Linked DNA regions of Gossypium hirsutum: region 1 is linked to region 2. Evidence: chromatin contacts called from public Hi-C data. All regions are on one chromosome and are shown on one strand. The core of a region is the stretch at or near the end of the contact, and the rest is flanking DNA. Distances in the headings are between cores, read along the strand shown. Region 1 holds the start of LOC107918951 (U-box domain-containing protein 9). Region 2 has its middle 37 kb from the start of LOC107894337.

What was found. Hi-C and Micro-C count contacts between places; a contact is called where the count stands out from the background.
Region 1: a Hi-C map of leaf shows a contact between it and region 2, with 2.2 times the contacts expected there. The contact joins the promoter of LOC107918951 here to the enhancer-like site in region 2. A contact is called at or near these places in 4 of 34 Hi-C or Micro-C datasets (all in leaf).

What each region holds. Positions count from the first base shown.
Region 1 is chrD13:34,958,519-34,961,813 of Gossypium_hirsutum_v2.1, forward strand. It overlaps LOC107918951 (U-box domain-containing protein 9), which reads right to left and starts at 1,685. Exons shown (of 2, transcript XM_016848511.2): 1 at 1,013-1,685; 2 at 1-266. The coding sequence starts at 1,246.
Region 2 is chrD13:34,479,485-34,482,588 of Gossypium_hirsutum_v2.1, forward strand. No RefSeq gene overlaps it. Among protein-coding and RNA genes, the nearest start is that of LOC107894337, 37 kb to the left of the region's middle. Within about 2 kb of position 1,472, at least 7 of the 9 cell types and tissues checked have an H3K27ac peak or open chromatin away from gene starts, as enhancers often do. A contact at or near this core is called in leaf, where this site is marked.

The DNA.
Region 1 (3,295 bases), core at 435-2,934, 480 kb after region 2:
GCAGCTTCCTTGCGATCAGTAAGGGAAGAAAACATCTCGGTGACCAAAGAGTTAAAGTACAGGCGGTCGAACTCAGTAATTATTTCTCCATTGGTATCCTGATGGGATCTCGGTACGGCAACGCCATGTCCTTTGCACCAGCTTGAAATCAATTTTCGAACCAAGCAGTTAGGGGTGAGGATAGTGTGGGAGAGCACTTCCTTGGACTGAGGACATGTTAAGTTTCCTTCATTCAACCACTTCTGGATTGATGGCCTATCATAAGTCTGAAAAGCCATAACATACCATCAATACACATCCAAAAGAAGGTAAAGATAAGAAATCATAAAGATCTTGCAAATATTTTAAGCTCAAATTATTGTTTCCTAAGAACTGGAAATTTATGCTAAAAAGATCAAATGTTGAAGCTCTAAGTTCATGGAAGTCATGAACTGTTAACAAGATCTATTGAAGTATGTTCAAAGATATATTTAGACATTGGTCTAAGGATACAACCATTCAAATACACACGAAATAGAACTTAGAGAAAACCAAACATCCTCATATTAAACACGAGCTAATATTCGACACTCTCACTTGAATCCCAAATAATCTAACTTTTTCCTAATCTCATTAAAAGCATGAATATTTTCCACAAACCAGATTCATTTCCAACCGAAACAAACCAAACCAAGTTAATAAATATGGGGTAAGAATACCTGTCAACATGAATATATTCGGTTATTCTTTAACCTTTTTCACATATTTAAAGGATAATACTTCATGGGCATGATCAAATATATATAAAAAGAAAACAAGGATTCAAGTAACACAAGCACCTATAATCCACATGCATGATACAATTTATTTATATTCCAAAAGCAATTCCTCGATAAAGCAATGGTTTTTTTTAACATAAATAACTTTTGAATCTTCCATAAACAAACAAGACTATTAACATACCATTCGATAAAATGATAAAAAAAGAACAAGAAAGAAAATGTTAAGAAAAGCAAATATACAAAAGTCTAACCAGGCCGGAACTCAAGACCACAGGGTCGCCCATGATTTCACCCGAAATAGGACACCTGAATTTCTTAGTCAAAACTGTATCACTCAAATCAGACAAGATGCTTATGGCTTTAAGTGTTATCTCAGTTCCATAGTTATCTTCATCAACAATTTTCTTTACAACGCTTTGCAGTTCTTTCTTTAACTCTTCCTCTCGTCCTCCTCCTGCTGCTGAAGACTCCTCTTTTTCAGCCATTTCAAGGAACAATATATTCTGGGTTATTTCCGGGCAAGAAAATGGAAAAAAAAAAAGATTGAAAACCGAGGTGATTCAATGGATTTTCTGGGTTTGCTCTGTTTTTTACTCTGTTTTCACAATTGAAAAGTAACTGGTTCTTGCTTTCGCAGGAAGGAAAATGGAACCGAATTTTTAATACCCAATAAAGAAAAAAAAAGTGGGATTCTGTTTGGGAACAGAGAAGAGAAAAGAAATAGAGGGAAAGTTGGACTGGATTTTCTTCTTGTTCTTCTCTCTTTGTTGGTTAATCTTTTGAAAAAATGTCAGTGTAATGTATTTATACTTCAATAGTTCTACATCAGTATTCAGCCAATGCTGCCAACCAAAGGGGAGATGATCCTCTTACCGGGTAAGGTACAGACTTTAGGTCACAACACCAATGATCTGTTGCGACGTAATCATCTGTTATTTGCCAAAAAGAAAATCATTCTTCTTGTTTCAAATAATATTGTTTGTTTGCTTCTGTTAAAAAAATTAATAATAAATAAATAAAAGAAATGTTTAATTAATGCAATAATGGTTTAATTAATGCAATAATTATTAATTTGCCAATCGTGTGACAAATGGCTTGGGAATTTACCTTGGGGTTCCCATAATTCACAAACGAGTAACATCCGAGACTTATGCTGCACTTAATAGACAGAGTAATGAGAAAGTTGGATGATTGAAAGGGGAAGGTTCTTACATATGCGGGTCTACGTACGCTGATTCAGTCGACAACTAGTGCCATACCTTTATACACTATGCAAACTGCCTTATTATCGATGGCCACCTGTAACCATCTTGATAGAATTCAAAGAAATTTTCTTTGGGGTGGCTCTTCAAGGTAGTCCCATAATCACTTGGTAAATTGGGAGACAATTTGTTGACCGAAACGTTTCTGTGGTCTAGGGTTGAGGAAATCTAGGGAGAACAATTCAGCTTTACTTGCTAAACATGGTTGGAAATTGCATACAAAGGCCGATGCACTTTGGTGTGAAGTGTTCTACAAAAAAATACCTGCATTCTACTCAGTTTATTGACAGTACGGAGACTGCACGTGCGTACTAACTACCCAAGAATGCATCAAAAAAGGGGTTAAATGGCGAATTGGTGATGGCTTGATTGGTGGGTTGGAGAGAAAAAGTTAATTCACTCCTTATCTACTATTGATTCTGATTGGAAGGTTGGGCATTACTTATCTAATTCAAAGACGTGGTGGCTCCATGAGGTTCAAAAGGGGAAATAAAAGCGGATCCTATTCCTTCTTTAAGAACTGAAAGAGATAAATGTTGTTGGGGTTTGGCAAAGGATGGTCAATTCTCGATCTCCTCTGCTTATAATATGCTATGTAATAGACAGGAGGGTGATTCTAGAGAGAATTTGATGTGGGTTTGGAAGCTTAAATGTCCGGAACGAGTGAGGTTCCTTATATAGCTTATCATCCTTAACAAAGTTGATACTAATCAAGTAAGATATAGAAAGAATGGTGTGGTGATCCAATCGAATCTATAGATCATATTCTTAGAGATTGTTTAGTTGCCAGAGAAGTCTAGAATGCGGTTCAAGCTCTCTCACAAGAACCGCGTTTCTTCAATATGGATTTCAAGCAGTGGGTAAAAAACAACAGTAGGTCTGAACAGCTAATAAGTTTGCTGCTTCTTTGGGGGATCTTTTTTATTGGGACTATGGAAGGGAAGAAACATAGAAATTTTTCAAGGACAAAGTCAATCTGTTGTGCAAGTGGTGGGCTATGCTAGAAGGCTTGCCTTGGACGTTTATAATGTTTGGAAGAAATCTGTTACATGCTTCATTACTATTGTGCGAAGGGTTAGCTGAGAAAACCACCTTCAACTGCATACATTCTTGACATTGATGGCAGCGTTTGAATATTGACACGAAATACTACAGCGAGTGGCTCGATTCAGGATGAACATGGTGGTTGGCTGGCTGGTTTTTGTATTAGATTTGGAGTGCTAACAGTTTACATGCCGAGCTTTGGGCTGATACCATTTAGCGGGAGGACGG
Region 2 (3,104 bases), core at 222-2,721:
AAAGTAAATCAATTTGGAATGACTGCTGGATACCGGGAGTAACAGAAGACAAGGTACAAAATAACAACAACAATGATGAAGTAAGGTTAGTGTCCGACTTAATCAATAAAGAAAGCAGAACATGGAATACAGAGTTGATTGTCCGTACCTTTAATACGGATATTACGAAGAAAATAATGCAGATTCCGCTTTCAAAGTCTGATCAAGAAGACATCCAAGTCTGGAGAGGGGAGGCGACGGGAGTCTTTATAGTGAGAAGCGCCTATAAACTATTACAGGAATCTACTACAGAGCTAAATGATTATTTACAGACCCATACAAATAATTTTTTCAGGAAATTATGAATTTAGATCTGCCTACAAAAGTTAAGATTACAGTATGGAAAATTGCGTGGAATTACATTCCAACTTTCTCCAACTTAAAACTGAGAAGAGTAATAACTGAGGATCGATGCTTGAGGTGTGGACAGGAAACAGAAGATAGTAACCACGTCTTTCAACGGTGTCCTATAGCAAAAGAAGTATGGGGTCAGTTGAATTATTCATGGGTATTTAATAACAGTAACTTAGATCTCTGGAGTTGGCTTACCTGGGTTTTCAGCGAAGGAACAACTGAACAGTGTCAAGGATTCAGCTATGGGCTATGGATACTTTGGACAAGCAGAAATAAATTCCTTTATGAAGGCAAAATCAGTACCAGTCGAGACATATCCAAACAAATTAAAAGCTATATCCTTGATATGGAAGGTATTCGAAAAAGGGAATTCACCTTAGTAAAGAATACAAAGACTAGTCAGAGACAACAAAGAGAAAATATGGCCATCTTCTTCGATGCGGCTTTCGACTCATAACATAACAGATCGGCGTCAGGCCTTGTGGTCAAGGAGCAGGAGGGTAAAATCGTAGCAGCAAAGTCAATCCTTCATGAAAATGGGGCATCTCCTTTCGCGGCGGAAGCATACGTAGGATATCAAGCAACAATGTTAGGGATTCAACTGGGTTACCTTAATGTGGACATATTAGGAGACTCAAAAACAGTTACATCTAAATGCCAAAGCGAAAATCGTGACAGGTCAGAAATAGGAGCAATCATCAGTGATATTCAAAGTCTAAAAGGTTTCTTTCAAAAAATCAGATTCTCCTTCATACCAAGGACTGGAAATATGGAAGCACACAAAATAGCAAGAGAAACACTCAAGAAAGGAGAAGAACTTTACCTGGAAGAAGAGACCTCACAAGCGTTATGTGAGGAGCAGGAACCAACTCGTCTGGGCTTTTTGGAGCAAAGGGAAATGAGATAAGATTTGTTTTGACAAAAGTGGGTATTGATTGAAATGAAAGATGAAGAGCAGTATAGTAAAAGCAATCAGAAAAGCAAAAGATTTGAGGGGATTTGCTTTTACTGTTCAGTGGTCTTAGGCAGAGGAAACGACAGAACAATTATTAGAGACAACTGGATTACTTTCGGCTGGGGGTTTTTATTTTTTTGTTGTTTTTTTTCTTCGGTAGTGGGCTAAAATGATTACAGCCCGTTTCTTTATTGTTATATTTAGGATTTTATTGTTTGGGTTCAGCCCAACTTGGACGATTTTTATGTTTTTTTCTCTTTTTGAATCCAGTTGAAATTTCAAAAAAAAAAAAGTTGAAATATTTTAAGAAAATATTTTAAAAGTATTTATCAACGATTTTTAAAAATAGTAATAATCATTCTACTTTAAAAATATGTTGCGAAAGTAATTATTGGTTTTAAAGATTTCATATCTATATATATTATTTTAAAACCAATAATAATAATAATAATAATAATTCAATATTAAAAACTAAATTAATCAATTAATGTTAAAATGTTAGATATGTAATTCTGTCTTTCAAAAAATCCTGAAGGGCATGGATGATAATTTTTCCTTTAAACTGTACGTTATTCATTATTGACTTTTTTTAATTCCTAAAAGAATTAAATGTAAAATATTAAAACTCTGAAAATTAAAAGGGTTGTTTCTGTAATATAAAAAAGTGGAAGTCTTTATATAATAAAGTTCTAAACACAAAAGTACTTCTTGTTAAATAAACCAATTTTTTAATAAAAAAACAAAAAAAAGTTATCATTTCCTCTCAAATTGTCATTTTTAATGAGTGGTTTTTTTTTAAAAAAATTCACGATTTGGTCTTGAAGTATATCTATTTTTTCATTTGGATATCTAAATTCTTTTTTGTTCCAATTTGGTATTTAAGGTATCAATTTCTTCCCAATTTGGTATCTCAAGTATGCCTTGTTAAATTTCTTAGTCTATTTTTTAACAGACGTTTAAAAATATCTTATAATCAATCACAAAATGCCACATTGTGTTTTTATGTAAACAAATATTTTATTTTATTAAATGTATATACACATTAAAAATATAAAATAAATATAAATATAAAAAATTCAGAAAATATATAAAATCTAGAAAAAGACTATAAATAAAATTATAAAAATAAAATTTACAAAAATATGATAATTGAACATAAATTAGTTGAACTTAATTATATTATTACAGAAAATGTAAAAAAATGGTAAAAATTATTTTAAAATTTTATTTTTCAAAAAAGTTTAAAATGAAATTTTTTATAAAATTTTAAAATATATAGTTATAAAAAAATTTCAATTACTTGAAACTTAATAATTTTTATAACATTTTAATTTTTTATATATTATTTTGAGTTTTTAAAATTTATAATTATATATTTTAAAATTTTATAAAAAAATTTAACCTTTTTAAATTTTTTTATATATTATATATGATTTTTACATTCTAATCAATATAATATATAATTAAGAAATTAAAAAAAGACAAGTGGTGTATTCTAATAGTGCCACGTTACTGGTCAATATCGATCAGTCCTAGTCAATATTGGTCAACCAAAACACTTTTTACTTTAACCAATTGTTGATCAGCCGTTGATTGGTGTTGACCAACATTAATTTGCTACATCGCACTATTAGAACTCACCACGTATCCTTTTTCATTTTTTAATATTATATATTATATTGATTAAAATGTAAAAAATCATATATAATACATTAAAAATATTTTAAAATGAAAATTATTTTATAAAATTCTAAAA